Regions from separate parts of the Zea mays genome. Here region 2 is linked to region 1. The links are chromatin contacts, called in public Hi-C maps. All regions are on one chromosome and are shown on one strand. Each heading gives the region's core, a stretch centred on a gene start, on an enhancer-like site or on the middle of the called end of the contact. The rest is flanking DNA. Distances are from core to core; before and after follow the strand shown.

What was found. A called contact is a pair of places that touch in the nucleus more often than the background predicts.
Region 2: a Hi-C map of bundle sheath shows a contact between it and region 1, with 2.3 times the contacts expected there. The contact joins the promoter of LOC103626187 here to the promoter of LOC100192842 in region 1. A contact is called at or near these places in 2 of 25 Hi-C or Micro-C datasets (bundle sheath and ear).

The regions. Positions count from the first base shown.
Region 1 is chr5:31,421,043-31,424,059 of Zm-B73-REFERENCE-NAM-5.0, reverse strand. LOC100192842 (Protein NRT1/ PTR FAMILY 5.2) reads left to right here and starts at 1,590. Exons shown (of 3, transcript NM_001138032.1): 1 at 1,590-1,777. The coding sequence starts at 1,648.
Region 2 is chr5:31,906,293-31,909,310 of Zm-B73-REFERENCE-NAM-5.0, reverse strand. It overlaps LOC103626187, which reads left to right and starts at 1,729. Exons shown (of 1, transcript XM_008646579.4): 1 at 1,729-3,018. The coding sequence starts at 2,612. The coding sequence ends at 2,857.

The DNA of each region.
Region 1 (3,017 bases), core at 341-2,840:
GTTCTTCCGGAAAGAAAACAAATTCTTCGAAGATTCTACCTATGGTCGTTATATTATATATATAGTATTGCCTCTCTCTGCCGTGGAACGGGTCGACGCATGCATGGGAATGGGAGATCCTCCTCGTGATCTCCGACAGGTGGGATCGAAGCCGTGTATAAATTACGCCCAACAAGCCGCCGCCCGCCCGTTCCAGTTGGGTGGTGGGTGGGTCGGATTCTTCGTCTGCATCTCAATCAGCCAATCTAGCTCGTGCGCTGAGAAGTCTTCATTCATCTCAAGCCAATCCGGACTAGGCCAGGATGTCTGGGCAAGTGAGCCTACTGCATGGGGCATGGCTACTTGTCTTGTTGACTCGTCCGATCGATGGATACCCCGCCCCCAGCTACTGGAGCTGGTTTTTCTGCTTGCCGCCGGATCCTGGCGAGGCGACGACGTAGTACTACTCATCTTTGTCCGTTGCGCGTGGACACACTCGATCGGGGGCTAGCCTACTACTAGCCTAGGGCCGCAGCAATCGACACACGAGATACCTACGCCGCTACGCGTGCCTGCTCGCGACCGGTGATATGCCCTGCGCTCGCCGCCACACATGCCATCTGGGAGCTGGTCGGCCGGAGAGGCCCGGAGTTGAACCCAGGGGCCTTGTTTGAAACGGACGTACTAATACTAGACTAGCACAGTTTCCGTTGCATTAATTGATGCATTATTGAATCAATCTTTCAACTTCTAAGTTACTATCCTTTAGGGCATGTACAGTGGTGTTTAATGTGGGGGCTCTTAAGGTGTTTTAGGGGGTTATTTGCAAAAAAATCTTAGAGCCGTCTCTCCGTGAAGAGACGCATCTGGCTCGTAAACCAAGTAACAACAGACGCCTCACTTCCCACTGTACGAATTTGTCGTCTGTTCTATCGATCTGATGCTATACAAATACATTTAATTCTGTATTTATTAACAGACTACGTTTAGAGACACTCCATTGTACAATAGAGTCTCTTAGTTCTCTCCTGTGCTTGGAGAACCGTTTTGGTGTCTCTCCACTGTACATGCCCTTATATCCTTAGAGTAAGTTTAATAATAGAGCTTGTTGTTGGCTCTAACTTTTTTACCATGTCATTTATTGTCAATAATAATCACACTCATATAATAAAATTGATTCTAAGCTTGGCTCTTAGATGAATCCCTTGTCACTTTCTTTTTCATCCTTTTATCTTAAAGCTCATGTATCACCTAGCTCTTACATTAGAGCCAACTCCCTCTACCTTTTGATGTCTCTCTTCCACGTAAGAAAAAGAAAAAAATGTCATGTAAGTAGGTTTAGAGCTCATTATTGTACTTGCTCTTAGAACAGAGGAACTAATTAATAAGCTTTGTTAACCCATGCATGAATGAATGAATGAATGGTCGATGGAGTGTAGCTTATCCGAAGTGAAGAGTTCCAAACCTGAATGGAAACTGAAAAGCAGCTCTCCTAGTCCTACACACAGTTTCAGTCCCACGTTGACCCGGCCCGTGGAGGACCGGGGCTTATATAAAGCGCGCCCACCAGCTGCTAGAGCTGGCACACGAGCTAGATCAGCGGCCTGGAGCTGCTGGAGAGAGAGAGAGAGAGAGAGAGAGAGAGAGAGAGAGAGGTCAGGTCACCCCATGGCGGAGAGGCTGGAGGCGGGCGCTGGCGACGACGATGAGTACACGCAGGACGGCACGGTGGACCTCCACGGGAACCCGGTGCTCCGGTCCAAGCGGGGAGGGTGGAAAGCATGCGGCTTCGTTGTAGGTACGTACGTACGTACGTACGGGAAATCATACTACCGGCCGGATTATCGGCTTCGTCGTTGTAGTTGTAGGCAGCAGACTCTGTTTTATTTTCCACTAATCAAACCGGCCGGGCTGGGTGTCTGGGGTACGTAAACACGCACTAGACAGGCTAACATGATGCCGTAGATAGATAGCAGTAGCACAAGCTGCTAGCTTGCAGATTAATTAGTAGCTCTGGAGGCCCCAGACGGGTTTGTACTTTGTAGGAACAGGATCCATGGCGGTAGGCAGGCAGTCAGGCTGAAGCCTGCCAATCACAGTCAGCCATGTGGTTGGCTTTGGATCCAGAGCGCTAGCTGCTGTGCTGCCCATCGGACCGTCACCCCGGCCGCATTCTCTGCGGTAGTACCAGTCGACCTCCGTCGAGCGGCCGCGCCCAAGCGCGAGACACGCCATGTACGTGAGCATGAGAGCTGTTTCTCCATGGATGATGGACGGAGGATGCTGAGCCAGAGTAGCATCACAGAAGGCCTATGCGCGCTGGGACACTGGGAGTGTCTGTCTGTCTGTCTGTCTCCGTGCAAGCTGAGCTGAGGCAATGCGTACTACTAGTGCTACTATAGTACTAATAGTATAGCATTCTTTTTGGGGACGCTAGATGCATCTTGAGCGAAATATATCTTTAATATAAATATTTATGTATAAAGAAATGAGATATAGAGTACGCCCCAAAGAGGTAAATAACAAATACAGGAGATAATATTTTTTTAGTGGGGACAATGAAAAAGGGATATATAAAGAAAAGCTGCTGAAGATAGTGAGAACCAAGGGATTCTCAAAGTACGCTTGCTAGCAGCTTGCCCCCCACAAAGCTATCTTCAGCAGGCCGTGTAAATGGATGTACAAAGTAATGTCTTTCATTATAAACTGTAATGTTTGTAGAGTAAAGTTTGAAATAAAAAGTAAGATTGAGAATGGGATGAGAAGTCTGTTAGAGATAGTCTAAAAGTTGTGTCCACGCACGAGGAAAGAAAAAAGAAAACGACGCCCTTGTTTTTGGAACTGGGGAAGCAAACAAACACCAGTAAACTCCCACCCTCCCACCTAAGGCCAGGCTGGTTCTTAACCATGCTGTTGCTGACGAAAAGCACAGGTAACTGCTAGTGCTGGGGAAGAAATTTGGGGGATGCTTGCCCCTGCCACCAAGCGTTTGGAACTATTAGACTTGTACCGATCGAGGCTTTCGCACGCTAGCTTCC
Region 2 (3,018 bases), core at 480-2,979, 490 kb before region 1:
AAGCTACTGATAAACTGGCATGCATCAGGTCAGGAGCGGCAAAACCTTAAAAGCAAGTCATGGTGACTCATCCTTGGACCGTGATGACTCGGATGATCCTGTACTACCACGCATTCAATTCTCCTGCATATATGTAGGCGCTGCCATTCCACCATCACCGAGCATCCCTGGCTGAACGAAAGGCGCATGCAACTAGAAGCTTCGCCTCATCTAGAGATTAGCTTTTGCTTTAACATAACAGTAGTGTGGCGTACCCTTTCTCTTTCTTTATGATGTAGAAATTCGTTGTAGTGACACATTCTAATATATCCGCTCCCACATGTGCATATAATACGGATGACTCAGCTCGATGGTATCTTTTTTCTTTTCTTTTCTGAAAGATATCAAAAGACAGTGCATGTTCTAAGCTTTAGTCATCCTCCATACGAGGATATATACAATCATCCAAAAAGAACCTGCAGAAGTCAGCTATTATCCATGGTGAGTGGCTTGGATTGCTCATCCATCGTCAACACTGAATCCACAGCCGATCTTCCGAAGTCCCACTGGCATCAGATCAGAGTCATCAGACACATTGTTTCACGTGTCAGTATTCTACTCGCGTGTGTGCAATTGACCGTGCATCAAATAACGACCAGTACAATGAGTGCCTTGAGACGACACGTAATTCAATAAAATATTAGCATATAACGATTTCATGAAAATAAGCAATATATATATTATCATCGACCTTAACATCTCGATTTTTTTTGCCAAGAACCAAAACTAAACTCGAGTTCCGGAGCGTCTCCTTGTCCGCCTACCCAGCCCCGCTTCGCTGACAGCGACGTCTCCTCCTCTACCTCGCCTCTTCTTGCCCCGCTGGTCAGCGGAGAGTCACGATAGCGGTTTGAGGCGCTTGCCGACGGAGGAATGTCGATGCCCTCTATGGTGGTGCGAAAGAATCTAGGCGAAGAAGATGGAGACGAGAAAAGAGATGAAAAGTTAGAAGTTAATATAAAACAACAATAGCGAGGACGAAGAAAGCGCTCATGGTGGTTGTATAGTTGATGACACATATTCTAATTCGTTGTAGTCTGTAGATGACACATATTCTAATCCGCCCTCATGCATATATATTGTATTGATCCTGTGCAACGGCAGCTTGATGTCATATCTCTTCTTTTTTGAAGATTTCATAAGAGACCATATATATTGTTGGCCACTTCTTTGAAAGTCTGAACCTTCGTTCTTAAGTTATCACTTCTTTGAAGTGATGGTTTGAAGACGAAGGTCTTTAGAAAGAGATGCGAACAAAACCATAATGAATGATATGACAATGAACAATAAAGTGTGAAACTCATATCTTGTGCCTTAGCAATATTTATTCCATCTTCCTTTGTAATGTATATGTTTACAAACATACATTCGGCTTCTTTGCACAAGATAACTCAAAGGTGCTTCGAAGGCTACGCGCAAGTAGCTAGCTCCAAGCTTCCCTTTCTTAAAAAAAACCTAGAAGCTCTGCCTTTTCTCGAGATTTTTGCTTTAGCATAACATTAATGCGTTCCCTTTCCATTTCTCTCTAGGACGCAGAGATCCGTTGTAGTCTGTAGATGACACATTCTAATCCGCCGCTGTCCCACATTGATCCTGTGCAACGATGACTCAGCTCGATGTCATCTTTTCTCTTTTTCTTATGGAGATTTAATTTCAAAAAGACCATATATACACATGCATGTTCCAGCTGTAAATTAAAAGAAAATGCCCACGTCGTCCTAAGCTTTAGTCATGTTCGATCAGTACAAGGATAAGATCATCCAAAAACAAACAGTAATAACCAGTTATTATTATCCAAAAATACCATACTAGGAGTGCTAGCTCTAGCACGCATCTATCCATCGTCACTGAAGAGTGAACCCACCACCGATCTTCGATGAAATCGTCTAGCTCCCTCCGCACATGCGTTCATGCATTGAACAGGCCACGTACGTATCAACCGCTGACCGACCGGCATCTCTACAGCAAATAAACTAACAGATGACCACTCCGACATGCATGCATGACCCAGCGGCACAGGAAGGCGCCGACCTTATCGATCGGGAGGACAGGCAGGAACGGAAGCAGCGCAGGTGAGCAGGCGCCGGCGCCGCCGTGGCCACAGTTGCCGCCATGGCCAACCTCTCATCCTCTAGCAAATAATCGAGGTCCGATTTTCATTTCGTCACTAAAGCAAATGCACATGCTCTTCCGTTCTTGATGGTAGACGGCTGTGTCTTTCTTCCGACTGCACGACGGCGACTTACAAAAAAAACATGCATGCATGAAGTTGCATAGACCCTTTCGCACGATCGCCGTAGTGGATGCCTCGTCACCATGTACACGTACGACGTGAGTGCGCGCTGCTGGGTCCGGGCGGCGGCTTCGATCGACGCGTGTCGGAACGCTCCCAGCATCCGAGCTTATAAATCTGCGGCATGCGAGGTTTCGTTTTGCACAACATCTTCAGAAGCTACAGCTGCAGCACACAAATACGTATTATTCCGCTCGGAGCAGATAGAGCACACAGCTAGTTAGTTAGTGGCAAGAGCGTCAGTGACCTGTGAGAACCCAACCGACGGAGTGAACGATCATGGCGGCGTCTCTGCTAGGCCCGTACACCGGAGGCAGCGGCTTGGGCGGTAGGGTCCACGCCAGGAGCGGCGGCCACCGCCGTTCAGCTGCGGCGGTGAAGCGGCTGCTGTTGAGGCTGAGGCGCTCTTGGAGAAGACGCGCGGCGCGGCCGAGGCGAACCGCGGTGAGGTTCGGGTACGACCCGCATAGCTACTCCCAGAACTTCGACGACGGCACTGCTTCCTACGACCACCACTGCTTGTAGTTGTAGTTGTAGCTGTGCTTATGTTTGCTTATGATATGCCGGTGACTATTATGTACAGGATGGCTTAGGTCTTGTTTGAGACTAAGAGTAATTGAGAGGATCAAAATCACTTGCTATTCAAAATTGAATAGTAATAAATTTTGGCAACTCAATCCCTTTCA